2 separate regions of the Mus musculus genome follow, and region 1 is linked to region 2. The links are chromatin contacts, called in public HiChIP or PLAC-seq maps. All regions are on one chromosome and are shown on one strand. Each heading gives the region's core, a stretch centred on a gene start, on an enhancer-like site or on the middle of the called end of the contact. The rest is flanking DNA. Distances are from core to core; before and after follow the strand shown. Region 1 overlaps Kmt2a (lysine (K)-specific methyltransferase 2A). Region 2 holds the start of Ift46 (intraflagellar transport 46).

Region 1 (2,700 bases), core at 116-2,615, 64 kb before region 2:
ATACATATGTTATATATTCTGTTTTCTCAAGACTGAGCAAGTTGCAAACGGAAGCCATTCTGCCTCTATGATAGGACACACTTGTGTAACCTCTGTATCGTCATCAAGCCAACACTGATACACACTTGTACTTACCTGTAGGCCTCTTTAAGTCTGACCACTTGTCTTTGTAATAAAAACAGGGTGTTTCTTTGTTTGGTCAGAAGAAAATTGAGGGTTGTTACATTTTTAAAACATTACTTTTATTATGTTTAATCACGTGTAGGTGTCCCTATCTGGGAGTGTGCGTACATGAGCGCAGCACCCTCGGGTCCACAGGCCTAGGATTCTCAGGAATTGGAGCCACCCTAGGGTGTTAGCCATTAAACTTGGAGGTCCTTGGGAAGAACAGTACTGGTGGTTGTATTTTTAAAAATCCTCTGCCAATATAAGATGTACTTTTAAATTACAGCTGGGAAATGTAGCTCATTCTCGCACCCACCTCCTCTGTGTGCAGTTTTGTCTACACCTCTCTTGGGGTCTCTTTCTGCATTTAGCACATTCCGTTTCCCCTTTTGAGGCAGAGAGCCTTCTGTGTAGCCCAGGCTAGTCTCTCACCTCAAACTCTCACCTCACTCCTTAGCCTCCCAAGTGCTGGAATCAGACGTGTGTTACACCATGCCCTGTTAAATCTTAGATTTTTTTTTGGTCATTTTATGATTCTGCTATTCCTGTTTTGGTTGCCTGAACTCTGTGTTGCTCTTAAATATCTGCATAATTCCTTATGTCGAATTAAGTGTAGGTCAAGTATCTCTTATTTAAATACTTGAGACCATAAATGTTTTAGGTATCTCCTTTTTGTTCTTTCTTTTCAAGTTTTAGGATATTTGCCTATACCTATACCTAAAGAGATATTTGAGAGAGGCATAAAAAATAAAATTTATTTTACTTCATGTATTGTTATACATATCTCAAAAGTAATCTTAGACAATAGTTTTTTTGAGACAGGAACTCACTTTGTAGACCAGGCTGGCCTCAGATTCACAGAGTGCCACCTGCCTCTCTCTACTGCTGGGATCAAAGGTGTGCACCACCCTAGCCAGGCTATACTTCTGATAGTGTCAGCTATGAGACAGAATATGTGTACATTGAATGAGGGAGGCCATTGTACAGTTTTCTTCATGTGTGTCCTGTAAGATGCAAGACTCACGTTTTGCTGCATCGGGTTAACACAGTGGATGCCTAGGACCCACAGGATGTATGGACGATGGTTATTATTTCTCTGTGCACCCTGGCTACATGCTTTGTTCTCTTCCTGCTACAGTTTGTGTATTGCCAAGTGTGTTGTGAACCCTTCCACAAGTTTTGCTTAGAGGAGAATGAGCGCCCCCTGGAGGACCAGCTGGAAAACTGGTGTTGTCGCCGCTGCAAGTTTTGCCATGTGTGTGGAAGACAGCATCAGGCTACAAAGGTAGACCGAGTCCTGGCAGCAAGGGGCTTCCTTGTTCCCTCCCCCTCCCAGCCCCCTGTACTGGGAATTTGTGTCAATATATACTGTCTACTGACAGTTTTTCTGACTGAAGATAATTTCTTGATTTTTTTTTCTTTCAATTTTTGGAAAATAGAAAATAACTTTAGGAAAGAAAATCCAAAATTAAGTAAAATCTGTGTGATAAATTCCCTTATCACTGAGTGGCTTTGGGGTGTGAACCTCTGTGTTTCCTGGCGTGTCTTGGCGGGGAGGGCGGTGTAACCTGTGCTCTGGCTGTTGTCTCCCCACAGCAGTTGCTGGAGTGTAACAAGTGCCGAAACAGCTATCACCCCGAGTGCCTGGGACCAAACTACCCCACCAAACCCACGAAGAAAAAGAAAGTGTGGGTGGGTACACACACCGTGCTCCTTCCACAAGCATCGTGGTGGCTGGGTGAGGCTGGTGGCTTGTAGCAGGATGCCCCTCCTTTAGTCTGCCAGCATGACGGCTGCTTCAGAGTGATCTCAGTAACGAAGTCAGATCAGGAACAGCTGCATCCCCAGGCTTTGAAATAACAGACGACGCTAGCCCAAGAGATCCCTACTGAGTGCCTTTCATTCATTTCCAGATCTGCACCAAGTGTGTCCGCTGCAAGAGCTGTGGCTCCACCACTCCAGGCAAAGGGTGGGACGCACAGTGGTCTCACGATTTCTCACTGTGCCATGACTGTGCCAAACTCTTTGCTAAAGGTACCTAGTGCTGAGTGACTGGTCCTGCTTAGTATTTGTGGGGACTTTGTGGAAGGACGTGGGACCCTCCTCACTGTGTCTCAGACGGGCTAGGCACATGTAATACTCCTGCCTTTTTATTTCTTGTTTGTTTTGTTCGTTTTTGTTTTGTTTTGTTTTAAGATGGGGTCTCTATGTGGCCCTGGTTGTCCTTGAACTCGCTCTGTAGACCAAATTGACCTTTAAGTCACTGAGATTCGCATGCGTCAGCCTCCCAAGTACAGAGGTGGAAAGTGCAGCCACCTCCTAGTGCTTCTTGCTTTTTTATTTACATAGACGGCAACTTGAACCATTTTTCTAATTAATATAGGGAGAATTATGGGGATATTGTTACTGCTACTTAGAAACTACTCCAATAAAACAGTAGACCCAAAATGTGGTAAATACACACTTGATTTCAGAAATGAGGTCAGGTGGTATGTAAACATTTTATCTCAGTAATTACACCAGGAATCTGACCTT
Region 2 (2,731 bases), core at 175-2,674:
CAAGTCTTCTGATAAAACTCTGTTTCGATTAAAGCTGGGATGGCAAGTTAAGGGCAAGTGATGAAGCATCTTAATGAATTGTTAGAAACAAAAGCACAGTGAGCCAGGCTGGAGAGATGGCTCAACGATTGAGAGCACTGGCTGATCTTCCAGAGGACCCAGGGTTCAGTTCCCAGCACCCACACTAGAGCAGCTCATTACCATGTGTAACTCCAGTTCAAGGAGATCTGACAACATCCTCTTCTGGTCTCTGAGGGCACCAGGCAGGCAGGTGGTTCACAGAAAAACATGCAAGCAAATAACATACATACACATAAACATTTCTAAAATAGTAATTTAAAAATTAAATTAAATTAAATTTAAATTAAATTAAATTAAAAAATTAAAAAAACCCAAAACACAGCGAACCTGTGCCAGAATCTACTAGCAGTAACAGCGAGTTAAAAATGACAGGGGATAAGTTTGCACTCAAAGATCCCAAAATCTGATGGACTGGTTTCTCCCTCAACTAGTGAGAAAGCAAAATCAGCGCCAAGTTAAAGCAGGAGGTCAACACTTGCTAAGAGCTTGCTGAATACAACCTGAATCCTATCTGCGCCACTTGTTTGAAAATCACCTCCCTTTTTTTTGTCTCTCATCTTCTCTTACCTTGCTGTCCTGGGGTTGGAGTGCTAATACTGGCAACCTCTTCCGAGTCGTTAATCTCTAGACGCTCATCGTATGTCTGGTTCTCAACAATTTTGGTCTAAGCAAAAGGAAATACGATTACATAGCTCCTATCATGGGATATACATCCAGCCTCGGTGCAGAGATGCATTCACCCCGATCCAAGCTTTCCCCCAAAGGAAAGTTTCCTGACCCAAGAGCATTATTTAGCTAGCATTGGCTGGGTGCCAAGAGAAGTGCAGTGGAAAACGGTATCCAACCCTTCCCAGCAGCAACCCAAAAGCTCTACATAAGATGCAGGCAGGGAAGCACAGCATGCACAGCCAGACTGCGGCCGGCCGTCCGTCTCAGGTTTGGTCAGTTTTCGCACAGCTGTTGAGGCTTCTGCCAGAGGTGGAGGGTATGGGGATGGGACAGGATGGTCCTGAGAGAAGGCAAATTCCAGCCTCGGCCCCATCCACTAATCCTCAGAGCATCACCTCTACTTCCGCCCGTTTTGAAGATAGGATCCCACCGGGTTCTCGGAGAGTCAAGGATCCAGGGCAGTTGGTGGGGCGCAGAGAGCAAAGAACGCTGGCGGGAGCACCAATTACCTGTAGCCCCTCTGGATCCGTTTCTTCTATTTGGAAAGAACCCCAGCCGAGGACTGGGGTCTCACTCTCAGGCCCAGCCACTTCAAGGATCCCTAAGTGCAACAAGCCGCCTGTTGTCAGTCGTTAGGGAAAAAGATAAATAAATCAAAACAAAGCGAGAGTCTGAAGGAACGATCGCGAGACGTGCCCCGCCACTGCGCCGCCACCCCGCCCCTCTGCTGCGGCCGGTGGTGGCGGAAGCAGAGACGCGGCGCTGGGATAGAGCGGCCCCGGGCACTAGGCGGTCTAGCAGCCCGCTTATCTATGGTTTCCGCAACTGAGTCGGTTGTGACATCTAGTGGCCAAAGGTGGAAGGCCAGGCTAGTGGATTTCTTTTCTCCAACTAGAAACTGTCATCTCAAAGACAAGGCTCATTTGGCCTACAGTCTCTCCTAGATAGGCCTAATCCACAGTTTAGACACTCTTCAAGGAAAAGTCCAAGCATGTTTAAAAGCCCTTTTATAGCATCTCTGTGGCGCGATAGCCCTTTTCCTCGCGATACCCTATGTCACAGGAGCATACTTTCTCTTCCTTCATCTGAGATTAGGATTTATCTGTGTCCTGTGTTTTTACTTGCTAAAGAAAACTATGAGTCAGGCAAGCTGGTGCATAACTGCTATCCTAGCGCTTTGGAGGTGGAGGTAGAAGGATTAGAAGTTCAAGATCAGACTCAGTAAGTAACTTGGTAAATTTGAGGCCAGCCTGGGCTATTGAGGTCCAGTTTCAAAATTGATAAAAAATAATAATAATAAAATAAAATAAAAAATAACACAGCTGGGCGTGGTGGTGAAAGAGTAGTAAACTCAGTGCTCCAAGGTATGCTAATCATAAAACAGATAGTGACATTCCTCCACCCACCCACTTCCTGAGTTCAAGGAGTATTCATTCAAAGAAAGTCACCCTGACCATTACCGGAAGCTGCAATGCAAATGTGCTATTGTTAGGGGCTCTTAGAAACTGTCTTGAGAGTTAACAATTACCAGGTATTCCTTGTGACACCTGTGACTTTGTACTTCCTTGTGACTCTTACCTGGTATTTTTGGTATTTTCCAACAACGCCCTTCCCACCTCCTTGAGTTGTGGTTTTTCTCCTTTAAATACCCCCTTACTCAGCTACTCGGGGCGCCACAGTCCTCTACCCCTGCGTGGTGTATGACCGTGGGCCCGAGAGCACTCTTGAATAAAAATCCTCTTGCAATTTGCAACAAGACCGTTTTCTCGTTGGTGATTTTGGGGTGTCGCCTCTCCTGAGTCAGAACGTGGGGGAGTCCTCATGTTGTGGGTCTTTCAGTGGCACATGCCTTTAATCCCAGCACTGAGGAGGGAAAGGCAGACGGATCTCTGAATTCTAGGCCAGTCTCATCTACAAAGCGAGTTCCAGGAAAGTCATGGTTATACACAAAGAAACCCTATCTGGAGGCCACACCACCCCC

What was found. HiChIP or PLAC-seq counts read pairs in DNA pulled down with a chosen protein or histone mark.
Region 1: a contact with region 2 is called in an H3K4me3 HiChIP or PLAC-seq map of bone marrow-derived macrophages, with 2.1 times the contacts expected there. The contact joins the enhancer-like site here to the promoter of Ift46 in region 2. A contact is called at or near these places in 1 of 39 promoter capture datasets (embryonic stem cells), 1 of 15 datasets of contacts at CTCF or cohesin (the NIH/3T3 cell line), 12 of 484 Hi-C or Micro-C datasets (CD8 T cells, bone marrow-derived macrophages, embryonic stem cells and 8 more), 9 of 115 datasets of contacts at active chromatin or transcription factors (CD8 T cells, the HPC-7 cell line, the NIH/3T3 cell line and 5 more) and 4 of 9 other capture datasets (adipose tissue, embryonic stem cells, liver and 1 more).

What each region holds. Positions count from the first base shown.
Region 1 is chr9:44,835,301-44,838,000 of GRCm38.p6, reverse strand. Kmt2a (lysine (K)-specific methyltransferase 2A) reads left to right here. Exons shown (of 36, transcript NM_001357549.2): 11 at 1,304-1,450; 12 at 1,762-1,857; 13 at 2,079-2,199. Among named protein-coding and RNA genes, the nearest start is that of Gm39326, 18 kb to the left of the region's middle. Within about 2 kb of position 1,365, at least 2 of the 459 cell types and tissues checked have an H3K27ac peak or open chromatin away from gene starts, as enhancers often do. A contact at or near this core is called in bone marrow-derived macrophages, where this site is marked.
Region 2 is chr9:44,771,702-44,774,432 of GRCm38.p6, reverse strand. It overlaps Ift46 (intraflagellar transport 46), which reads right to left and starts at 1,424. Exons shown (of 12, transcript NM_023831.3): 1 at 1,260-1,424; 2 at 649-745.